5 separate regions of the Sus scrofa genome follow, and all the other regions are linked to region 4. A link is a contact called in public Hi-C and HiChIP or PLAC-seq data. All regions are on one chromosome and are shown on one strand. Each heading gives the region's core, a stretch centred on a gene start, on an enhancer-like site or on the middle of the called end of the contact. The rest is flanking DNA. Distances are from core to core; before and after follow the strand shown. Region 1 overlaps DAPK1 (death-associated protein kinase 1). Region 2 holds the start of LOC106507907 (basic proline-rich protein-like). Region 3 overlaps DAPK1 (death-associated protein kinase 1). Region 4 has its middle 16 kb from the start of ZCCHC6. Region 5 holds the start of FBP2 (fructose-bisphosphatase 2).

What was found. Hi-C and Micro-C count contacts between places; a contact is called where the count stands out from the background. HiChIP or PLAC-seq counts read pairs in DNA pulled down with a chosen protein or histone mark.
Region 1: a contact with region 4 is called in an H3K27ac HiChIP or PLAC-seq map of alveolar macrophages. The contact joins two enhancer-like sites. A contact is called at or near these places in 22 of 47 Hi-C or Micro-C datasets (adipose tissue, alveolar macrophages, blood and 14 more) and 1 of 2 datasets of contacts at active chromatin or transcription factors (alveolar macrophages).
Region 2: an H3K27ac HiChIP or PLAC-seq map of alveolar macrophages shows a contact between it and region 4. The contact joins the promoter of LOC106507907 here to the enhancer-like site in region 4. A contact is called at or near these places in 8 of 47 Hi-C or Micro-C datasets (embryonic fibroblasts, epiblast stem cells, heart right ventricle and 3 more) and 2 of 2 datasets of contacts at active chromatin or transcription factors (alveolar macrophages and skeletal muscle).
Region 3: a contact with region 4 is called in an H3K27ac HiChIP or PLAC-seq map of alveolar macrophages. The contact joins two enhancer-like sites. A contact is called at or near these places in 2 of 47 Hi-C or Micro-C datasets (fibroblasts and mesenchymal stem cells) and 1 of 2 datasets of contacts at active chromatin or transcription factors (alveolar macrophages).
Region 5: a contact with region 4 is called in a Hi-C map of retroperitoneal adipose tissue, with 3 times the contacts expected there. The contact joins the promoter of FBP2 here to the enhancer-like site in region 4. A contact is called at or near these places in 13 of 47 Hi-C or Micro-C datasets (alveolar macrophages, embryonic fibroblasts, epiblast stem cells and 8 more) and 1 of 2 datasets of contacts at active chromatin or transcription factors (alveolar macrophages).

The regions. Positions count from the first base shown.
Region 1 is chr10:27,757,565-27,760,264 of Sscrofa11.1, forward strand. All of the region lies in intron 19 of DAPK1 (death-associated protein kinase 1), which reads right to left. Among named protein-coding and RNA genes, the nearest start is that of CTSL, 84 kb to the left of the region's middle. Within about 2 kb of position 1,292, at least 15 of the 83 cell types and tissues checked have an H3K27ac peak or open chromatin away from gene starts, as enhancers often do. A contact at or near this core is called in adipose tissue, alveolar macrophages and liver, where this site is marked.
Region 2 is chr10:27,952,274-27,954,973 of Sscrofa11.1, forward strand. LOC106507907 (basic proline-rich protein-like) reads left to right here and starts at 1,386. Exons shown (of 2, transcript XM_021064271.1): 1 at 1,386-1,931. The coding sequence starts at 1,386. It overlaps DAPK1 (death-associated protein kinase 1), which reads right to left and starts at 2,435. Exons shown (of 26, transcript XM_021064621.1): 1 at 2,328-2,435; 2 at 858-1,033. The coding sequence starts at 919.
Region 3 is chr10:27,733,514-27,736,291 of Sscrofa11.1, forward strand. DAPK1 (death-associated protein kinase 1) reads right to left here. Exons shown (of 26, transcript XM_021064621.1): 24 at 1,538-1,658. Among named protein-coding and RNA genes, the nearest start is that of CTSL, 60 kb to the left of the region's middle. Within about 2 kb of position 1,283, at least 5 of the 83 cell types and tissues checked have an H3K27ac peak or open chromatin away from gene starts, as enhancers often do. A contact at or near this core is called in alveolar macrophages, where this site is marked.
Region 4 is chr10:28,978,353-28,981,119 of Sscrofa11.1, forward strand. No RefSeq gene overlaps it. Among named protein-coding and RNA genes, the nearest start is that of ZCCHC6, 16 kb to the right of the region's middle. Within about 2 kb of position 1,324, at least 11 of the 83 cell types and tissues checked have an H3K27ac peak or open chromatin away from gene starts, as enhancers often do. A contact at or near this core is called in adipose tissue, alveolar macrophages, liver and 2 more, where this site is marked.
Region 5 is chr10:27,630,404-27,633,103 of Sscrofa11.1, forward strand. FBP2 (fructose-bisphosphatase 2) reads left to right here and starts at 1,430. Exons shown (of 7, transcript NM_001167632.2): 1 at 1,430-1,693. The coding sequence starts at 1,635.

The DNA.
Region 1 (2,700 bases), core at 42-2,541, 1.2 Mb before region 4:
TCCTTCACCTTGCCCTTGGGAAGACAGGCCAGGAAACTGCTCTCTCCATCAAGATGGACAGAATCCACCATGATCTTGAAAGGCAAAATATACTTCTCCCATCTGAGGAAATCTCACCTCGTCCTTGAGGCTGACCCCTTCCTGTGCTCACGAAAAACCTTGAAGAATCTGAACACAACCCAGTTTGACAGACTCAAACTGGGACTCAAGTTTCTGAAATTTCTCCCTGCCGGGTGGGCGGTGCGTTCTCACTTTTCACCACTAGATGTCGCAGCAGGTGCAGGGGTCCGGCCCAGACCAGCAAGGCTCCTTCCAGGAACCTAAGTGTGGGTCCTTTCCAAGGCAGACTACCGTTGTGATGCAGAGAGGGGCACGTAACATCAAGGAAGATGCTGAGCGTGCTCCCAGCTAGCTCTAGAAGCGGGAGAATACTGAGTTCTTCGGAGGGGGAGCACCAAAGTCCACCCCGGTCTAATTTAACAGAAGCTCCAAGCCCCCTACCCCCCGCCCCCGTTCCCCGGGCTGGTCAGGCCTCACTGACTGGGCCAGAGAGCAGTAGCGGTGACACTGCCTGGGGGTTGAGGCTACCGTGGGACCTAAGTCTTGGCTCCTGCCTTGAAACATCCTCTTGTCTCAGATGCCGCTGCCCCCAAAGGCTGGCGGATATGGCTGGGATGTGCTAAGGCCTGGGGGCTTCTTGGGTGCAGGCTGGGAAGGTGGCATGAACCCTGAGAAATCAGAATCCTAGACCAAAAGCAGACCCCCAGGTGGTCGTAAAGGTGCGTTGGTGATAGTGAGAAGCTAGAACACATGGTATTTCCCCCTTAGCTTTAACCATCCTTCTCTCTCTCCCTTCCTCCCTCTTTCGTTCCTTCTTTCTTTTCTCCCTTTCTTTCTCACTTCCCTTTTTTCCTTTTACGGCCGCGCCCCGGGCATATGGAAGTTCCCAGGCTAGGGGGCGAATCGGAGCTACAGCTGCCAGTCTACGCCACAGCCACAGCAATGCCAGATCCCACGAAAACCTGGAGCCTACGCCATAGCTCACAGGAACGCCAGATCCTCAACCCACTGAACAGGGCCAGGGATCAAACCCGCATCCTCCTGGATACTAGTCAGGTTTGTAACCCGCTGAGCCACAATAGGAACTCCCGGGTATTGGTTTAAATGTCACCATCAGAGAGGCATCCCCTGACCAAGTCAGTGGAAAGCAGCTGCCCCCCTCCCCATCTCTCTGCTTGCTCCCATTTCACCCTGTTTGAATCTCCTGTACGTCCACCAGGGGGCAGCAAACCTTTCTGTAAAGGGCCAGGCGGTCTCTGCTGTGACTGCCATGTATGTAGCTAGAAACTAGCCACCAACCCGAATAAATAGAGGGGGGTAACTGTGCTATGATAAAACTTTACAAAACAGGTGACGGGCCAGCTTTGGTTCCATGGCACTGCCACTCATTGACTTACCCTGATACTGTGACTACCTTTTTAAATGAGTTATCATTTGGTAACTGCATGGCTTTTTGAAGCCCTGGTGAATCTCGATTTCTAGTTTCCTTTCTTTCAGCACCTTTTGCCTCCTGGCAATTTAGCTTTCACTTTCTCATCTGCAGAGACGACCAACTATCAGCAGACTGATGGGAGAAGGAGCTCTGATCTGGGAAAGCCAGATAAGAGCGTGGAGAGTGACGTGGCTTTTCACACGTGGCAGGATGCAATTAGACCCAGCAGGAGGGGAGCAGCAACGGTTCATTATGCAAATGCAGTTTACTTGGGGTGAATTTTTAAATTCTGGGCAAACTCCCAACTTTGACCTCTTTTTCGAAATACTCCTGGGCATCTTTCTTCACTAATCTCAGGCTGAGGAAAAGCAACTCCTTTTAATATCAGTTTATAGGAAAGCTGATTAGAAGGACAATCAAACAAAATAAAAATAAGCCAACCCCCCAAACCCCTTAAAACCAGTATGTTAAAATCAGATAAGAATGGAACTTGGAGTTCCCATTGTTGGCTCAGTGGTTAACGAATCTGACTAGCATCCATGAGGACGCAGGTTTGATCCCTGGCCTTGTTCAATGGGTTAAGGATCCAGCATTGCCATGAGCTGTGGTGTAGGTCACAGACGCAGCTCAGATCCTACATTGCTGTGGTTGTGATGTAGGCCGGCAGCTACAGTTCTGATTTGACCCCTAGCCTGGGAACCTCCATATGCCTCGGGTGCGGCTCTAGAAAAGACAAAGGAAAGAGACAAAACAAACAAACAAACAAAAACAATAAACCTGGAGTTCCTGTCATGGCTCAGCAGTAACGAACCCGACTAGTACCCATGAGGATGTGGGTTTGATCCCTGGCCTCACTCAGTGGGTTAAGGATTTGGCTTTTCTGTGAGCTGTGATGTAGATTGCAGACAAGGCTTGGATCCCGAGTTGCTGTGGCTGTGGCGTAGGCCAGCAGCTGCAGCTCTGATTTGACCCCTAGCCTGGAAATGCAGCGAGTATGGCCCTAAAAATATATAAGAAAATAATAATGATGATAATAAGCCTCTCTGCTGGCTTTCTCTGCAGACAGAGCCTCCTCCTCAAGGCAACTGCCCACAAGGCCTCTGTGATGCATCCTCCACCTCATTTAACACATAGGGAGGAGGTCCTGCCGTGATCATGCTCAAGAACCAGATTCCAGGACTGGGCGTGCCCACATCCCAAGCCATTCT
Region 2 (2,700 bases), core at 136-2,635, 1.0 Mb before region 4:
CATAAATACGCTGCAGTCAAATTCCCAATGTTGAATTTAAATTTGGGTGTGGAATCTGGCTTTTCTGCTAAAGTTAGACCAGGGCACTACCTACCCTGTCAAATCCCTGGTGAAAGGGAAACCCATCCAGCCCTTGGAGGCCCCCAATGAAATCCTTCTTTGTTCACCTGGAACTGAAAGGCTTCACATTCAGAATCACAGCTCCCTCCCACAGCACTGGAAGTATGCTCTGAATCCAGATAGCCATATTAGACTCTCAATCAGGGATTTGTTAAAAATTTAACGTTGCGAATGAAACCAGAGCAACCACTGAGACCAACCACGTAATTAAATTCATGGTTCAAGGAAGTTTCAAAATCCAATTCAACATCTGACAAGTCTCCATGTGTGACCTACCTATACTTGTGCATATCACTCTTGAAAACTCAGAAAAAGGGCAAGTCTTAAGCTTTTAAAAATAAGCCTATTAATCAGTTTGTACTTCGTCTAAATCACACATAAGAGCGAACTCCAGCCGCAATTATATCTCAGCTTCTGCCTTATTCTGGCAGAAGGACCACGGCTGACAAGAGTTACTGCAGACAATTAAATCTCTTGTCCAGGAGTCTTGATCCATACACCCTGTGTCATAATCTAACACTGAAATCGCCCCTCCACCCCCCAGCCCCCAGGATTAGGTCGTTTATTTCTGGTCCCTGGTCGTCACTGGGTTAGTAACTCTTTTCTCTATAATTTGCGTGTCTCCTGGAAGGGCAAGGGAGACGCCTGATTTCAAACTGCATTTGTTTACCGCCCACTGCTTGCAATAACATGCATTCGCACAACCCAGAAGCGTGCGCTTCCGGCACCCCCAGTACCTGCCAAGTTCCTCGCCGGTGTCGTAGTAATCGTCCACGTTTTCCTGCCTGAACACCGTCATGATAAACTGTCACGCCTCACCAAAGCCCAGCGCACTTCAGCTCCGCTTCCCAAACCATCACCACCGCTCCTGCTCCTGCGCCTCCGTGGGCCCCTCATGCATGAGAGTCCCGTCCTTTAAAAAAAAAAAAAAAGGTAATAAGAATAACAAAATGACAACTCCCAAAGGAAGTACCTCTCCCCAGGGCTAAGACCCACTTGCTGAAGACCACCTCTCCGGAGCTGCCCCTCCCCTCCGGGTGGAGAGGAGCACTCTTTGTTAAACCCAAGCCAGGGACGCCCCCAGCCCCGCATCGCCCGCGCACGCGTGGGGCCGAGCACAACCGCACCCCAAGGTCCGCTTCCCCGAAAGCAAGGCGCTGGGCTAGGATCAAAATCGGCTCCGGAAGTGGCTGGCCTCCCCGCCTCCTCTTTCTCTGCACACACACGCCCACCCAGCTCCCCACCTCCAGGGGCGCCGCGGAAGAATGAAGCCCTCACCCGGGCGGAACACTGCTCGCTGGAAGCATCCCTCTCCTGCCTGCAGCGGCGGTGCAGCCCCCGCGCCACCTCTCGGCTCCCGCACCTCCCCGGCCACCTTCTCTCCTCCCTCGAGTCACGCAGTCCCCAGAGGCACATTCCTGGCGACTCCCGCTCCGTTACCCGGCCGACCCGGCTTGCGGCCGCCCGGGGGAGCAAGGGAGGGAAGGGAGCGGCCGAGGGAGGCGCGGCCGCCCGCTCCCGGTCCCCGCGCCTCGACACAAAGCGCCCGGCCCGCGCCACCTGTTTCCACCCGCCCCACGAGGCCGGGGGCCCCTCCCGACTGTGATCCCACTTCTCCCCGCAGTCAAGTTTACCCCGCCTCGGCCTTCCCGGTGGTCCAGGCGGCTGCCGGGGCAAACCCCGCCGCGCCGCGGCCGCGAAAGCAAAAGCAGGCGGCGGGGCCCGGGAGGAGCCGGAGAGCCGCGCGCGGCCACTCACCCGGGCGCCCGGGAGCTGCCCGGGTCCCTCCGGAGCGCTGTCCGAGGCCAACGGTAGGCGCCAGCGCCGGGAGCGAGCGGGGCGGCGGCGGGAGCGCAGGGAGGCAGCAAGTGAGGACGCTGATCCCGCGCGCGTCCGCCCGGCGTCGGCTCGGCTGAGCTCTCCCGCTCCAGCTGCAGAGCAGCCCTCGGCTCCTCGCCGCCTTCCGGGCGGAGGGCGGCCGGCAGGCGGCCAATGGGGGACCCCGCGGGCGGGCTGGCGACACGGCCCACCCACCTCCGAGCTGCCCGGCCCGGCCGTTGCTGCGGGTGCTGTGCTGCGCTGGCTGCTCCTCCCCGCTCGGGGCTCGCTGGCGCGCTCTACCGCGCACACCCCCGCACACACCCACTCACCCCGCACCCGCGTGGGGAGCGCAGCCATCGCGGCCGCGCGCACCGTGGGCGCCCCACCTGTGACACGCCGAGACCTGCCTCCTTTGGCGGGATTCCAGGGAAATGTCCTGCAAATGTGTCCTGAGCGCCTAGGGTGGGCCAGGCACTGTGCTCGGCACCAGGAAATCGCAGGGAGCGTAATAGGTTTAAAAAAATCCCTGCCCTCATGACACTTGCATTATGGTGGCGAAGCCAGACAATAAATATGTAAGCAAATAAACGAGATCACTTTAGATCCATTCTATGGAGACAAAATTGAAGGATAATGAGATAGAGAATGACAGAGCGGGAGTGGGCCACATTAGGTGGCGTTCCCCTCCTGGACAGGGCTTTTGAGCTGGGATTTGAACTATAAGAAGGTATGAGGAGTTCCCGCCTTGGCACAACTGGA
Region 3 (2,778 bases), core at 33-2,532, 1.2 Mb before region 4:
TGCAGCCCCCTCAGAAAGCAAGGGCCAGGCTTCATGACAGAGGAAAGGGTTCCTGAAAATTCCAAAAGCATGTCTGAAACTGGAGCCTCGTATTGAAAGCACGGCATGCCGGACGTCCCATTGTGGCTCAGCGGAAACCAATCTGACGAGTACCCATGAGGATGCAAGTTCGATCCCCAGCCTTGTTCAGTGGGTAAAGGATCTGGTGTTGCCATGAGTTGTGGTGTAGGTCGCAGATGCAGCTCGAATCTGGCATTGCTGTGGTTGTGGGGTAGGCCATCGGCTACAGCCCCAATTTGACCCCTAGCCTGGGAACCTCCATATGCTGCGGGGGTGCCTCCACCCACCCCCTGAAAAAAAAGACCAAAGGGAAAAAAAACAAAGGAAGCATGGCATTTCCATCAAGCAAACTACAGTTATAACCAAAGCGGCATCTGCCAGGAGAGCCACATCCCCCCTGTTATACTTGAGCTTGGAAGCGGGAAAAGTCCCCGGGGCTTTATTTCTGCATTTTCCCATTGGGGCATTTACCCTTTTGGTACCAATTTCAGAGAGCTATTTGAGTAACCTTTTATAGGCCAGAGGCTTGGAAAGTATTTTCCCCCAGTCCATCTCACCTTTTAACTTCGTTTATGGAATTTATTTGCCAGAACAAACCTTTAAACCTTTATGTTGTCAAATGCATGTGGCAAAATATTGGTGGATTTTCTTTGAAAATGCCTGAGGTTTTCTATCTTGGTTTAATAGGTTTCCCCAAGCGCTCCCAAGTTATTTTAAAAATAAAATCTCTTGCATTTCCATTCAAGACATTGCTTGATTTTCTTTCTATTTAAAAGCTTTAATCTGCCTGCAATTTATTTTGGGGCTACGTAGCAAGAAGGAGTTCAAACTTATTTCTTTCTAGGCAAATGGCCAGGTGTGCCAGATCATTTATTAAATAAACATTTTCCCCATTAAATTTAAATCACATCTCTGTTTTCTATTAACTTTCTGTAGGTGTTCTGATTTACTTCTACACTCACTAATCTATTCCACTTATTTATTGATTTATTGATGACAGCGCTTTTATAATATGTTTCTTTTATTCTTCTACTAACCTTTGCAGAGAAAACCCCTATCTCCTCAATCCTAATCAGACACTAACTGGAACTGTATTAGGTTTATGTAACTTTGGAAAATGAAACACTTTGTAAGATCTGGCCAGCCAAGACCACCGTCTCCTTCCACGTGGTCATCTAATATTTTATGCTTGTCACTGAAGTTTGCGGGTGACTCTTTTTCCACGTTTCCTCATTTCCCAAATATTTCACCATAAGTCACGTCTGAATTGCTTGCGTAATTTCTAAATGTCTCCTTGTTTCTCTCCTCCTCCTTCCTCACCCCAGAGCAATGCGATAAGAACACGGCCAGGCAGACACTTTGTATTGGGTCCCCTGAGAACCCAAGCAAACCAAGAGGGCCACATAAGGAGACCTGAGTCCTGAGTCACTGGACAGTCCGGGTGAGGTTTGAGTCCACCTTCTCCAGGTTTACTCACCGAAACAATCTGGCTCCGGATTTCTTGCAGGTGATTTCGAAGTACCTTCATGTCCTTAGACCCGGAAGCCCCGGCATCCAGAACAAACAGCTTATTTGAAATGTGAAGATCGTTTCCGAACCTAAGGGAAGAGCGGGGGTGGGAGGGTGGGGATGCTCATCAGAAAGGCTGGTGGGAATGCAGGGCCGATCTGGTGACCTTGCAGAGACACCCCCATCTGCGATTTGCTGGACTCTCATGTCACCCTGATGTGGAGGCCTGGGAACACTGCCTGGCTTTGATGGTGCAGACAGGTGCCCTGGGCTCCACAAAAGGGTGGGAACACAGCTAGCAAAGATCAGCTCCCCTCAATGAGAGAAAGGGGAGGCCTAATGTACCCACTTTACAAGTCAGGAGAAAAGGAGTTCCCGTCGTGGCTCAGTGGAAATCTGACTAGCATCTATAAGGACGCAGGTTCGATCCCTGGCCTTGCTCAGTGGGTTATGGATCTGGCATTGCTGTGGCTGGGATATAGGCTGGCGGTGGCTACAGCTGATTTGACCTTTTGCCTGGGAACCTCCATATGCTGCAGATGCGGCCCTAAAAAGACAAAAAGGAAAAAAAAAAAGCCCAGGTCAGAAGAAGATACGCTGCCACAAGTTGGTGGAGTGAGACCAGACGGATGGGTGTGAAATTCATACCTTAGATCTAAAATACCCGTACATGTAAACCAGTACATTTAGAATGGATAAGCAATGAAGTCCTTCTGTACAGCACAGGAAACCATATCTAGTCCCATGGGATAGAACATGATAAAGATAGTATGAGAAAAAGAAAGTATAGGAGGTCCTTTGGTGGCGCAGTGGAAACGAATCCGATTAGAATCCATGAGGATGCAGGTTCAATCCCTGGCCTCTCTCAGTGTGTCAGGGATCTGGCGTTCCCGTGAGCTGTGGTGTAGGTTGCAGACGTGGCTTGAATCTGGCGTTGCTGTGGCTATGGCATAGGCCAGTGGCAACAGCTCTGATTCAACCCCTAGCCTGGGAACTTCCATATGCTGCGGGTGCAGCCTGAAAAAGACAGACACCCAAAAAAGATAAATACGTGAGTGGACAGATGGGGTAATTAACTAGATGGGGGGCACCCTCTCACACTGTATATTGTATACATAAATCAGATCACCACTGTGTACAGTTTAAATACCTCACAATTTTATGGGTCAATTATACATCTCGATAAAGCTAAAAAAAAAAAAAATACAG
Region 4 (2,767 bases), core at 74-2,573:
CCCCACATGCTTACCATCCAAAAGGAAGAGACGCACCTAATCTGATCAATAAGCTGACATTCACAGGGCATGGCTCACCGGTGGGCAAAGTCTGGGTGAGAGTTCATGGCACCTTGGCAGAGTTAAGCTGGCTAAGCCTGGCCCACTCTAGCAATCTATAATTCTGTCTCTGCTCCACCTCCTCTACCTGTGACTGGGTGTCACTCAGATCAGCCCTGTGGGATAGACCTGGCTGAATTCAGTAGCAAAGGAGGGAAGAGAAGGCTGCCCTTTGGCCTGGATTTAGGATGTTACTGAGCCCTTGCCCAGCCCAAGACCAAAGGGACACTTTGATCCCCATCTGGGTCTCAGTTTCTTGAACCTTTTCTCCTCTGACAGGTGCAAGAGAAGCAAAACTATATCATCTTAGGTTTTCAGCTGGAGTTCTTCATGACAACAACAAAAAATAAAGCATGCAACTCGCATCAGTCAGGAGAAATCTAAATGAAGAGGAACTTTTTTTTTTTTTCTTGCTTTTCAGGGCCACATTCACGGCATATGGAGGTTCCTAGGCTAGGGGTCTAATCAGAGCTACAGCTGCCGGCCTTCACCACACTCAGAGCAACACCAGATCCTTAACCCACTGAGAGAGGCCAGGGATCGAACCTGCAACCTCATGGTTCCTAGTTGGATTCATTTCCACTGCGCCACGACAGGAACTCCAAAATGAAGAGGAACTCAAAGCAGTGGCTTAGAACCCTAGCTTATATAGCAACTTCGACCAAAAAAAAAAAAAAAAAGAAAAAAGAAAAAAGAAAAATCTCTAGGGAAATGGTAGGACAAAGGAAAGCAGTTTTAGCCTTCCAAGAGCGGCAGACAGTTGGAAGGTAACTATATGGGAGGACATTAAAGGAGTGAGGTTTGTTCGCAGATCCCTCTGATGTCTCTGGGCCACTAAAAGCCTATTGCCAGCAGGAGAATTCATACCCTCTCTTTAAGCAGCAAAGAGGGAGCTTTTCCGACATCTGCGGCTTCTCAATTGCTTTCAGCTCAAAATAAATTTTTCTGTCAGGGAGACATATTTTGGAGTGACATTCCAGTTTCCGTCACAAGAAAGGAGGGCAGCAAAGAAAAGGATAAAGGCTTTACGCCCCCCAAATTAGAAAAGTAGGACAGATATCCTTTTGGGAAATACATTTCGCTTTACGCAAAATTCACTTTCTTTTTACTTGGTTTTTCATTTTGTTGCAATGATGACAATTTCCTAATTATCACTAGCTGACGAAGCGACATTTGAGGAACATTTGAGGAGGAAGTACATTGTGCTCCAAAATTCTGCACTACTAAGACCATTGCTTCTGCTTCCACCAGCCCTCTCAGAATCTCAGGAAATGAAAGTAATAAAAGATAGGCGTGGAAACCAGGATTTAGTGCCTTACAGAATGTGCTGGACAGGTAAGTATTTGACAAGTGAAGAAATAAGGTCTTTTCTCCTGCGCCAGGGTGATCTAGGACCTCATCTGATTTATCTAAATAAATCATCTGTTTATCTAAATCCAGAGTTGGCTTGGACGAGGACACTCTTACGTGGATGGGAAAAAGAAGAACCAGGAGTGACACCGTCCTGGGGCACACTGCACCCAAAATGATTTCACAATAGGTAGCGAGTTTATTTTTACTTCATGCGGCTGCCCGCAAATTCAGGTTTCTCTGGTTCAGCTCTTTTGTGCTAGCATTTGTTCATTAAAGTGAAATGATCGTCTCTTCATCATTGTATACACGCCAGGACTAAAGGGAAAAGTTACATGAAACGGCCTACATTTCATGAAGTTCTCCAGGTATCTGAGTTCATGAGCACGCACTTATTTCTCTGAGAATCATTAGCTCATTCTCTCCACTGTGTTCCCCTGCAGAGAGGGGGAAAAAGAACTCGGTGTCCCCACCCCCACATAAAAAGTCATTCTCTCTTGGCAAGCAACTTTTTTTTTTTTTTTTTCAGCTGACATGTCCTAGATTGTTCTAAAAAGAGCAAATATAAGAAGAGATGATTCAAAGACTCCCTGGGAACTGCCACCGTCAGCTCTTAATTACAAATGCAGGGCTAGGCGAAACATCTGGATTCTGAGTCATTCCATTTCTCCAGAAAGGAAGATGTCGGCATTAGCCCTCTTGTTGCACAAACCTGTGATCTGGAAGCAGGCTCCTGAGCGGGTCCACAGTGCGCTAGGTCTTGAGACTGCAACTCACCCCCACCCACTCGCACCTACATGCAGCACATTTTGAAGGCATCTTAACCGACTACCTGCAACTGAGAACATTTAAGTCTATTTTTTTAAAAAATGACTATGGAGTTCCCGTTGTGGCACAGAGGAAATGAATCTGACTAGGAACCATGAGGTTTCGGGTTCGATCCCTGGCCACATGCAGTGGGTCACGGATCTGGCGTTGCCATGAGCTGTGGTGTAGGTCACAGATGCAGCTCGGATCCCGTGTTGCTGTGTCTGTGGCGTAGGCCGGCAGCTGCAGCTCCAATTCAATCTCTAGCCTGGGCACTTCCATATGCCATGGGTGCGGCCCTAAAAAGCAAAAAAACAAAAAATAAAAATGACTGCAAAAGCAACATATGCGTGTCTGTGTCTGTGTGTTCTAAGGGAAGAAGGAAATAAATAACCTTAAAAACCTATACAGGTTTCTGACCTTGATTCTCGAATGCCTGGACCAATACAAATTCAGGAATATTGCCTTTTGTGTGAAGAGATCCTAGGAAAAAAGTGAAAAGGGAAGCAGA
Region 5 (2,700 bases), core at 180-2,679, 1.3 Mb before region 4:
CGTGTTGGAGGATGGGCTCTGTAGGGCTTTTTGTTCAACAAGCACCTATTTTTTTTCATTATAAAAATTGAAGTTCCTATCGTGGCGCAGTGGAAATGAATCCGACTAGTAACCATGAGGTTGCGGCTTCAAACCCTGGCCTCCTTCGATGGGTGAAGGATCCTGCGTTGCTGTGGCTGTGGTGTGGGCCAGCAGCTGTAGCTCTGATTTGATTCCTAGCCTGGGAACCTCATATGCTGCAATTGCAGCCCTAAAAGGGAAAAGTTAAAAAAAAAAATGCAGGCATTCTCATTGTTGCTCAGTGGGTTGGTTAAGAACCCAACTAGTATCTAATGAGGATGTGGGTTTGATCCCTGGCCTCAGTGGGTTAAGGATCTGATGTTGTCGTGAACTGTGGTGTAAATGTGTGTAGACCACAGACGCAGCTTGGATCTGGTGTTGATGTGGCTGTGGCATAGGCTGGGAGTTGGAACCCCAACTGGACCCCTAGCCTGGGAATTTCTGCACGCTGCAGGTGCAGCCCTAAAAAGAAAAGGAAAAAAAAAAAAATGCAAGTCCGGAGAAATTGAAAGGATAAAGAATTGATAAAATAACCCTGGTGCTAGGCATTGTGCTAGGAATAGAATTTATTTTCTTCCAGATTTGAATATCTATTATAAATATCCATCTAAAATAAATTTTTTGTTGGAAATAAAAAGCATTTTTTTTTCTTTTTAGGGCTGCACCTGTGGCATATGGAAGTTCCCAGGCTAGGGGTCGAATCGGAGCTGCAACTCTCAGTCTACACCACAGCCACGGCAACGCCAGATCCAAGCCATGTCTGCAACCTACATCACGAGTCACGGCATCACTGGATCCTTAACCCACTGAACGAAGCCATGGTTCAAACCTACATCTTCATGGATACTAGTCAGGTTTGTTACTGCTGAGCCACAACAGGAAATCCATAAAAAGCGTACTTTTTATTGGAAATAAAAAGCATCCCTTTCAAACATGTGAGAGAACCCTGGCTAAGAGGTGCCAGGATTGCCACTATTTTGTTATGTGACCTATTCCCCAGATAAGGTATCTGCCAATCTGTGTCTGTGATGAAAGGGAAGGAGGCACCGCAGCGGAGATACAAGAAGAATCCTTTGGAGCCCTTGAATAACAGGGTTTTAGGGACCCTTGTTTTCCGCAGATGAATTTCCCATCTCCTACCTGCTACTAAATGGTTGCTTCTTAGGATCTTTAAAGAAGAAGCTTCATCAAGAAAAAGTAGGTCTGTGGTTCCGGGTTGCCTGTTCTATTTACAGCTTGCTTAAGGGCTCTGGCAGCCTTCAGATGAGCCAGGCCAGAGAGGTTTCCTTGAGGGCTTGCCCAGTTATCTCAACCACGTGGGTGGTGGCACTTCCCCCTTAAAGGTCCTGGCCCAGCTAGGACAGACTCATAATCAGCTCTGATTCAGCGGCGGACGGATCAGTCCTTACAGATAAGGCTTTGCTTCTGCAGGTAGACAAGGACTTGAAGCATTCCCTAGCATCATGGGGGACAGAAGCCCCTTCGAAACAGATATGCTCACCCTGACCCGCTATGTTATGGAAAAGGGCCGGCAGGCCAAAGGCACCGGGGAGCTCACGCAGCTGCTCAACTCCATGCTGACGGCCATCAAAGCCATCTCCTCTGCCGTGCGCAAGGCCGGCCTGGCCAACCTGTGAGTCCCATCCAGGCCGGGGGTGGGGGTGGGGTGGGGGCAGGGCTGCAGGTGTTGGGGCTGGATACCCTCAGGTCAAAAGCTATTAGCCTGTGTGCCCTGGCGGGGGGTGGAGGGGTGGGGTGTTGGAGCGAGTTGCCTTGAAAGATTCTTCCAGGGGTGCGTTGATAAAAGGGACTTTGCCTTGTGTCACGGAAGGAACAGGAGTTCCGTTGTGGCTCAGAGGGAACAAATCCAACTAGTATCCATGAGGATGTGGGTTCGATCCCTGGCCTCGCGCAGTGGATTAAGGATGCGGCATTGCTGTGGCTGTGGTGGAGGCCGGCAGCTACAACTCCGATTTGACCCCGAATGTGGGAACTTCCATATGCCAAAGGTGCAGCCCTAAAAAGAAAAAAAAAAAAAAAAAGAAGAAGAACAAAATACTTGGAGACACGCTATGGAGAAAAATATATATGATTTTTCCAGCTGCCACGTATTGTAATGATAACAAGCTCAGGGCCTTGTTCCACTAAAACCTACCCTGAGTTATGGGGACTTGCGTTTGCATTCTCCCTGGCACAAAGCGACTGCCAGGAGACTTGAGATGGCTCTTTAATGCCTTTGCAGATATGAGCCCTTTATTGTCTTGCCCTTTGCCTACAGTCGTTGGCAGCTAGAAATCATTTACCAAATGACTCCCTGCAACCCAAGCTCCTTCTCCCTTCTTACCATCAAAAGGAGTCTTTTGCTTTTAAAAACAATTTGTTATTTCTTCTCTGGGACTTAATCTCCTCTCCACTTGGTGTGCGGGAACCTGGGAGGTGCAGGGGGCCAAGGAGGAGGGAACTCAGAGCATTTTGAGCTCTTGGTGCTTTATCCAAACCCAGATCGGCAGCCAAGTTCATGCTACGGCTGCTGATCCTCACAGTCAAGGGTCTAGTTTAAGTCTATGATGAAAAGAAGCAAGTCTTGGAGTTCTTGTCATGGCTCAGTAGAAACGAATCTGACTAGCATCCATGAGCACA